Linked DNA regions of Sus scrofa: region 1 is linked to region 2. Evidence: chromatin contacts called from public Hi-C data. All regions are on one chromosome and are shown on one strand. The core of a region is the stretch at or near the end of the contact, and the rest is flanking DNA. Distances in the headings are between cores, read along the strand shown. Region 1 has its middle 16 kb from the start of TM4SF4. Region 2 holds the start of TM4SF1 (transmembrane 4 L6 family member 1).

Region 1 (3,097 bases), core at 491-2,990, 85 kb before region 2:
AAACTGACACACACATTCAGTTGTCTTTCTTGACTCTGAATTCAGAGGCAGCATACTTTTCTCCTAGCATTTATCATTTCCTACTTATATGTGATTTCCTTATACATCTTAATACCGCCTTATTTATTCATTCAATGACTATGTTGTTGGGTTCCACTCCTGTGTCCAGAGGAGTTGGGTTTACCGTGCTAAATAAATGCAGACTTGGTCCATGCCTTCGTGGAGCCGAGTGAGAGAGAGAAGTTGGCAAACTCGAAAAAAAATACTTCAAAGGAATACTATAAAGGAATCAAGCAGATTAGGGAGGTGGGGAATTATGAGCCCAGCATTGCACGAGGTTTGGGACACTCACGATGAAATTTAGATGGGAAGAGGGTGTCTCATTCCAGGCAGAGGCATAGCAAGTGCAGGAGCGCCTGGGTAAGAGAAGCCCTGCCCCAGTATGGGGGCTACGGGCTGAGACAGAGCTGCCCTGTGGCTGGAGGGAGGGCAATGGCCAGCTTACGTGGAGGCATGAAGCCAGGGTCAGAAGCTGGGGTTTTAGTTCTAGTTCAGTGGGAGGCCACTGGGAGGTTTTAAGCAGAAGAGCAACACAATTCTTTCTGCCTTTTTCTTTTAGTTAAGATCATTTTGGGAGTTCCCTCTGGTGCAGTGGGTTAAGGCTCTGGCATTGTCATTGCTATGATGTGGGTTTGATGCTTGGCCTGGAACTTCCGTATGCCTTGGGTGTGACAAATTAAAAAAAAAATCATTTTGGTTTCTTGGGTGGATAATGGATTAGCAAAACAAAGGTTTAATCAGGAGACCAGACAGAATTTCATGGTAGTGGCCCAAGTGAGTTATTGAGGTGGTGTGGCAGAGGAGTGGCAGATTTGAGATATATTTGGAGGGTAATCATGGCAAAGTCTGGACGAGGGGACACAGAGAAAGAGGAAAAGTCTAGACTATTTCCCAGGTTTAGGCTGGAGGCAACTGTGTCTATGCTAACTCCATAGATGAAGATAATTCAGGAAGAAAATGTTTTCTATTTTCCTCTCAGGGGATGGGGGTGTGGGCAATGGACGGTCTAGTAAGAGAAATTTCCTTAGTAAACTATAAGTATTTGTAGGCCCAGGATCAAATCACTCATTACTGTATTCTGGAAGGAAGATTGACACCCACCACAAAGGGAGGCACTGAAAAAGTCACTTATTTTGTGTGCAAACAAGCAGAACCCTAAAAAAAGGAGGAGCACTTTGGAAATTTCCCCTGAACACAGGATTTTAAAATAACAAAACTTTTGGAGTTCCCATTGTGGCTCAGTGGTAATGAACCTGATAGTATCCATGAGGACGTGGGTTTGATCCCTGGCCCTGCTCAGTGGGTTAAGGATCTGGCATTGCCGTGAGCTGTGGTGTAGGTTGCAGATGTGGCTCAGATTTGGTGTTGCCGTGGCTGTGGCTGTGGCATAGGCGGCAGCTGCAGCTCTGATTAAACCCCTGGCCTTCCATATGCCTCTGGAGCAGCCTTAAAAAACAAAACAAAACAAAAACAAATAAGGAAATAAAGAACCAAACTTTTAAATAATTATTGTTATTTAAATTTACATTGCAGTTACATACTAAGAGCCCATGCCCTTTTAAAACTTGTCATAAATACACACAAACTAGAACTGACCATTTTAGCTATTTTAACTGTACAGTTCAGAGGCACTGAGTGCATTCACATTGTTGTGCAACCATCACTATCGATCTCCAGATCTTTTTCATCTTTCCCAACTGAAACTCCATTCCCTTAAACACAAACTTGCAACACCTCCTTCCCATCAGCCTGCTGTAATCGCCATTCTACTTTTGTCTCTATGAATTTGACTGTTCTAGGTACCTCATAGGCAAACATATTATATTTGCCTTTTCTTGTCAGCCGTTATTCCACTCAACAGAATATCTTTAAGGTTCATCCAGGTTGGAGAATGTGTTAGAATTCACTTTTTTTTTTTTTTTTTTTTTTTTTTTGTCTTTGCTGCTGTTGTTGTTGTTGCTATTTCTTGGCCGCTCCCGAGGCATATGGAGGTTCCCAGGCTAGGGATGAATCGGAGCTGTAGCCACCGGCCTACGTCAGAGCCACAGCAACTCGGGATCCGAGCCGCGTCTGCAACCTACACCACAGCTCACGGCAACGCCGGATCGTTAACCCGCTGAGCAAGGGCAGGGACCGAACCCGCAACCTCATGGTTCCTAGTCGGATTCGTTAACCACTGCGCCACCACGGGGAACTCCAAGAATTCACTTCTTTTTTAAGGGATGCAAACTCTTTTACAGCAACCTAAAACAACCAAGCTTAGGATGATTAGCTAAGTGTTTCCTCAGGTGAATGGCAATGGCAGTCAGATGTACTGGCTCAACAAAGTGCTACCGTGAAGGCTAGTGCTCAATCTGGCAGGCTGGGCAGTGCCCATCTTTACTCAACACTTGCCCAGATGGCCTCTATGGTTAGTGGTCCCCCACCCGAGAGGCACCGCTCACCCCCAGCCAAGTAATGCCCCTCCTTATTAATCTCTTTTCCCCAAACCCACCACAGCTCTCCATCCTCAAGAATTACCCCCAGCCAAGTAATGCCCCTCCTTTATTAATCTTCTTTTCCCCAAACCCACCACAGGCTCTCCATCCTCAAGAATTCAGCTTGGGAGTTCCCGTCGTGGTGCAGAGGTTAACGAATCCGACTAGGAACCATGAGGTTGCGGGTTCGGTCCCTGCCCTTGCTCAGTGGGTTAACGACCTGGCGTTGCCGTGAGCTGTGGTGTAGGTTGCAGACGCGGCTCGGATCCCGCGTTGCTGTGCTCTGGTGTAGGCCGGTGCTACAGCTCCGATTTGACCCTAGCCTCCGTATGCCACGGGAGCGGCCAAGAAATAGCTAAAAAGACAAAAAAAAAAAAAAAAAAAAAAAAAAAAAAAAAGGAATTCAGCTTGTCCTGCTCTGTTCTTGGTCTCTCATCTACTGTTGGTGAATAAATGTCTTGATCTCTTTGTCTTGATATTCAGAGCCAAATTAGTTTACTACTGATGTGAGTTTAAAACCTCCTTCCTCATCTCATACTGTGAGTAAATTGTCCTTTCTT
Region 2 (3,042 bases), core at 245-2,744:
GAGTGGAGGGTTAGAATGATGATGCTTCAGCACAAGACCCAGGTGTTCACCTGTGCTGCCACCCACGGCCGTGACACCTGTGGAATCCTGTCTCCAATAGGACTTAAAGCCAAGACAGAGGGCACACGTGCCCAGTTACTGGATGCATGGTGGTGATAGAAGGATGTTTTTGTGAAGAACTTCCTCCCTAGATCTGAGCAGGTGGGACGTTCCAGCTTCCCTGTCTGTACTCAGTTTCCATCCATTTCCCAGGCCAGTCTGGATACCCACTCCTGTTAGTGTGCTCAGCTCCTCTTCCTCTTGGGTCTTCCACCCTATTTGCATCCCAAGTCACTAGCTCCAGCTGGTTCCTCCAGCTTGGTATGTGTCCTGCCCTCTAGATTTGGTCAGAATCCTTTAGATTCTGGCTTCAGCCTGAGCTTCCAGATTCACCAGCCAAGCTCACCTGCCATCTCTGAACTAACAATTCTTCATCCTGGGCTTCTTCCTTTTTTCTGTACTCTTCATACTTCCTAATGATGGAGCCCCTCCAGTTCTGGTCCCACCTGGACATCCTGTCCTCCTTCAGCCTTGCTGGCCAGTGCCACCTGTCACTCAAGGGCTAAAATGATTGAGAAGCCAACCCCTCTTGCTGCAAGATAACCACATCAGAAAGTTGGTTTAACACTGTTCTCTGCCTTTTCCTTCAAGCCTGTAACAGCTCATCTCAGAATCTGGCTGGTAGATGGCTGCTCACCCTTGCACACTCCTCAGCCATGTGTGTTTCTCTCGGTAATTTCAGGCTCTGTCAATCTTGTTTCCCCACTCTGCTTGCCAAGTTGCTTATTCTTCCCTTCCTTTCTTTTTCTTTCTTCTTCTTTTTATTCTTCCCCCAGGCTTTAGGCTTCCCGAGGCCCTTCCTGCTTTGCCTGACGGTAATATTCAGGAACAAAAAGGCGCCTGAGCTTTTTGTGTTGACTAATGCCACCTTTGTTTCGGTGCCAGGTTTGTTTTGGAGGCAGATGTCCAGGAAGGCTGGACAGTAGGCGTAGTCTTGCAGAGCACAGCAGAGGCAGAGGAAAGAAGGCAACTCTGTAATTTTCTCAACAGCTTCCTGAGATCTGTGGGTGATGGTTTGGACACCTTGCCTTTAACAGACAAGGAAACGAGCTCAGAGCTCAGGAGACTTGCCCCAGGTCTTGGATTAAATCAGTGCCGTGGTGGGAGCATACACAGAGCCTTCCAACTGGAAGCTACCCAGACAGCTGCAGTGGAACAGAATCGCAGCCCCAAGCTCGACTATCACGCTGTGGACGCTTGGCACTTACTGAAAAGTTGTAATATAGACTTTCCTGTTTTTTTTTCTAATCCTGTGAAGCAGTTACACAGTGAATTTCTTGTTGAGGATTAATCATTTTCTCTCTTGGCTATGACTGAGGCTGTTTCTCACGTCCTGCCTCTGGTTTCGCTTGTCCCAAGGATTTCATCTGAAGGGCGGGACATTTCCCCACCTCCCTCCACCCCAACCGGAGCCTGCAATCAGGACCAATGAAAGCCCAGTACCTCATCCACCCCGGTGCCTCAGAACTCAGAGTATTTAAGAGGGTGCAGGAATGGGCTGGGAACTCCTTTTGCTTTCTCCACAAACAGGCACGCTTTCATCTGATCTGGGCCATTGCTGAGCCGCCGCACAGTGAAGGAGAAAGAAATAAACTCCACCACCACCACCATGTGCTACGGGAAGTGTGCTCGGTGCATCGGACACTCTCTGGCCTGGCTCGCCGTCCTCTGTATCGTAGCTAATATTTTGCTTTACTTTCCCAATGGGGAGACAAAGTATGCTTCTGAAAACCATCTCAGCCGCTTTGTGTGGTTCTTCTCTGGCATTGCAGGAGGGGGCTTGCTGGTAAGTCACTTGGAACTATTACAGCCTTAAAAACTTCTCTCCCATGAAATGAAATATTTTCATAGAAAGTTTTCTATCAGGCATCTTTCCAAATCCAGGATTGTTGTTCATTCTTCTGAAGGCAGATTTTATGAACCCTGAGATGGGTACAGTGTATTCATTTTATTACATGTTGTTTTACAAAATCTCCTTTCAAAGAAAAGCAAACTCCCTTTGGGCTAAGCTCTTTTCCTTTACAGCTAGAAAGAGATATTAGTTTTAAAATCAGATTCTAGAAACTATAGCGTTTCAGGTCCTGCAGGAGGGAGTCATTTAACATTTGCTCCAGCAGGGGTGGGGGGGTGGAGGTAGGGGACACTGGGAGGAGTTGGCTGATTCTCTGTCTAAATCAACAGAGTTTTGGATCCAGATTCTCTGCTGTTTATTCTCAGGCATTTGTGACAGAAAAATAATGGATTGCAACCGCATTACTATTTAAAAAGGACTATAAATGTTCTCCTTTATGTAAGCCTGGGGTGTGGCGTTCAGGAAAAAAATCCTTCAGTTAGCAGCAAATCAGTGTCTGAAGCTAATAGTGGAATGTGTTGCTTTTTCCAAGGTCTGTTTCTAAGTGAAGTGAGAGGAATTTGCCTGCCAACCTGGGAGTTGAAAGCATTAGCTTCAACCACAGCATGGAAAGAATGTGGACAAACTTGAGTTTGCCACTTTAAAATGCTGGCATTAAGAATTTTGAAGAGAAGTTTTATGGAATTGCTAATACCCTACAGAACACTTTTCTTAGTCAAATAGAGTGTATTTAAACTTAATGTACTAACTGTGGTATGGCAAATCTATTTTGAATTTAAGCATTACTATCATGCTAACATAATGACTTGTCTTTTTTCCCTACTAGTTCTCGAGTTAGTTTTTGTTTTGTTTTATTGAGGTATAATTTCAGAATCATTTGTTTTTAAGGTAACATTGTGCTCCTTTAAACTTCTTTTGCTCTTGAACTCACAGTCATTCGGACTTATTTTGAGAGCTTTATTGTGAAGCTACAACTAAGAATGGTATCTTCAAAGAAGCACCTCACCTTTATTATACAGAGTTTTCATCTCTCCTGTTTATAAAAAGTTTCAGTTATTCTATGAAGATTTGTGTTATCTTTTATGCTTTAC

What was found. A called contact is a pair of places that touch in the nucleus more often than the background predicts.
Region 1: a Hi-C map of liver shows a contact between it and region 2, with 2.6 times the contacts expected there. The contact joins the enhancer-like site here to the promoter of TM4SF1 in region 2. A contact is called at or near these places in 1 of 5 promoter capture datasets (liver), 3 of 47 Hi-C or Micro-C datasets (embryonic fibroblasts and liver) and 1 of 2 datasets of contacts at active chromatin or transcription factors (skeletal muscle).

Annotation. Positions count from the first base shown.
Region 1 is chr13:89,683,739-89,686,835 of Sscrofa11.1, reverse strand. No RefSeq gene overlaps it. Among named protein-coding and RNA genes, the nearest start is that of TM4SF4, 16 kb to the left of the region's middle. Within about 2 kb of position 1,740, at least 3 of the 83 cell types and tissues checked have an H3K27ac peak or open chromatin away from gene starts, as enhancers often do. A contact at or near this core is called in liver, where this site is marked.
Region 2 is chr13:89,598,512-89,601,553 of Sscrofa11.1, reverse strand. It overlaps TM4SF1 (transmembrane 4 L6 family member 1), which reads left to right and starts at 1,494. Exons shown (of 5, transcript XM_003132478.4): 1 at 1,494-1,885. The coding sequence starts at 1,709.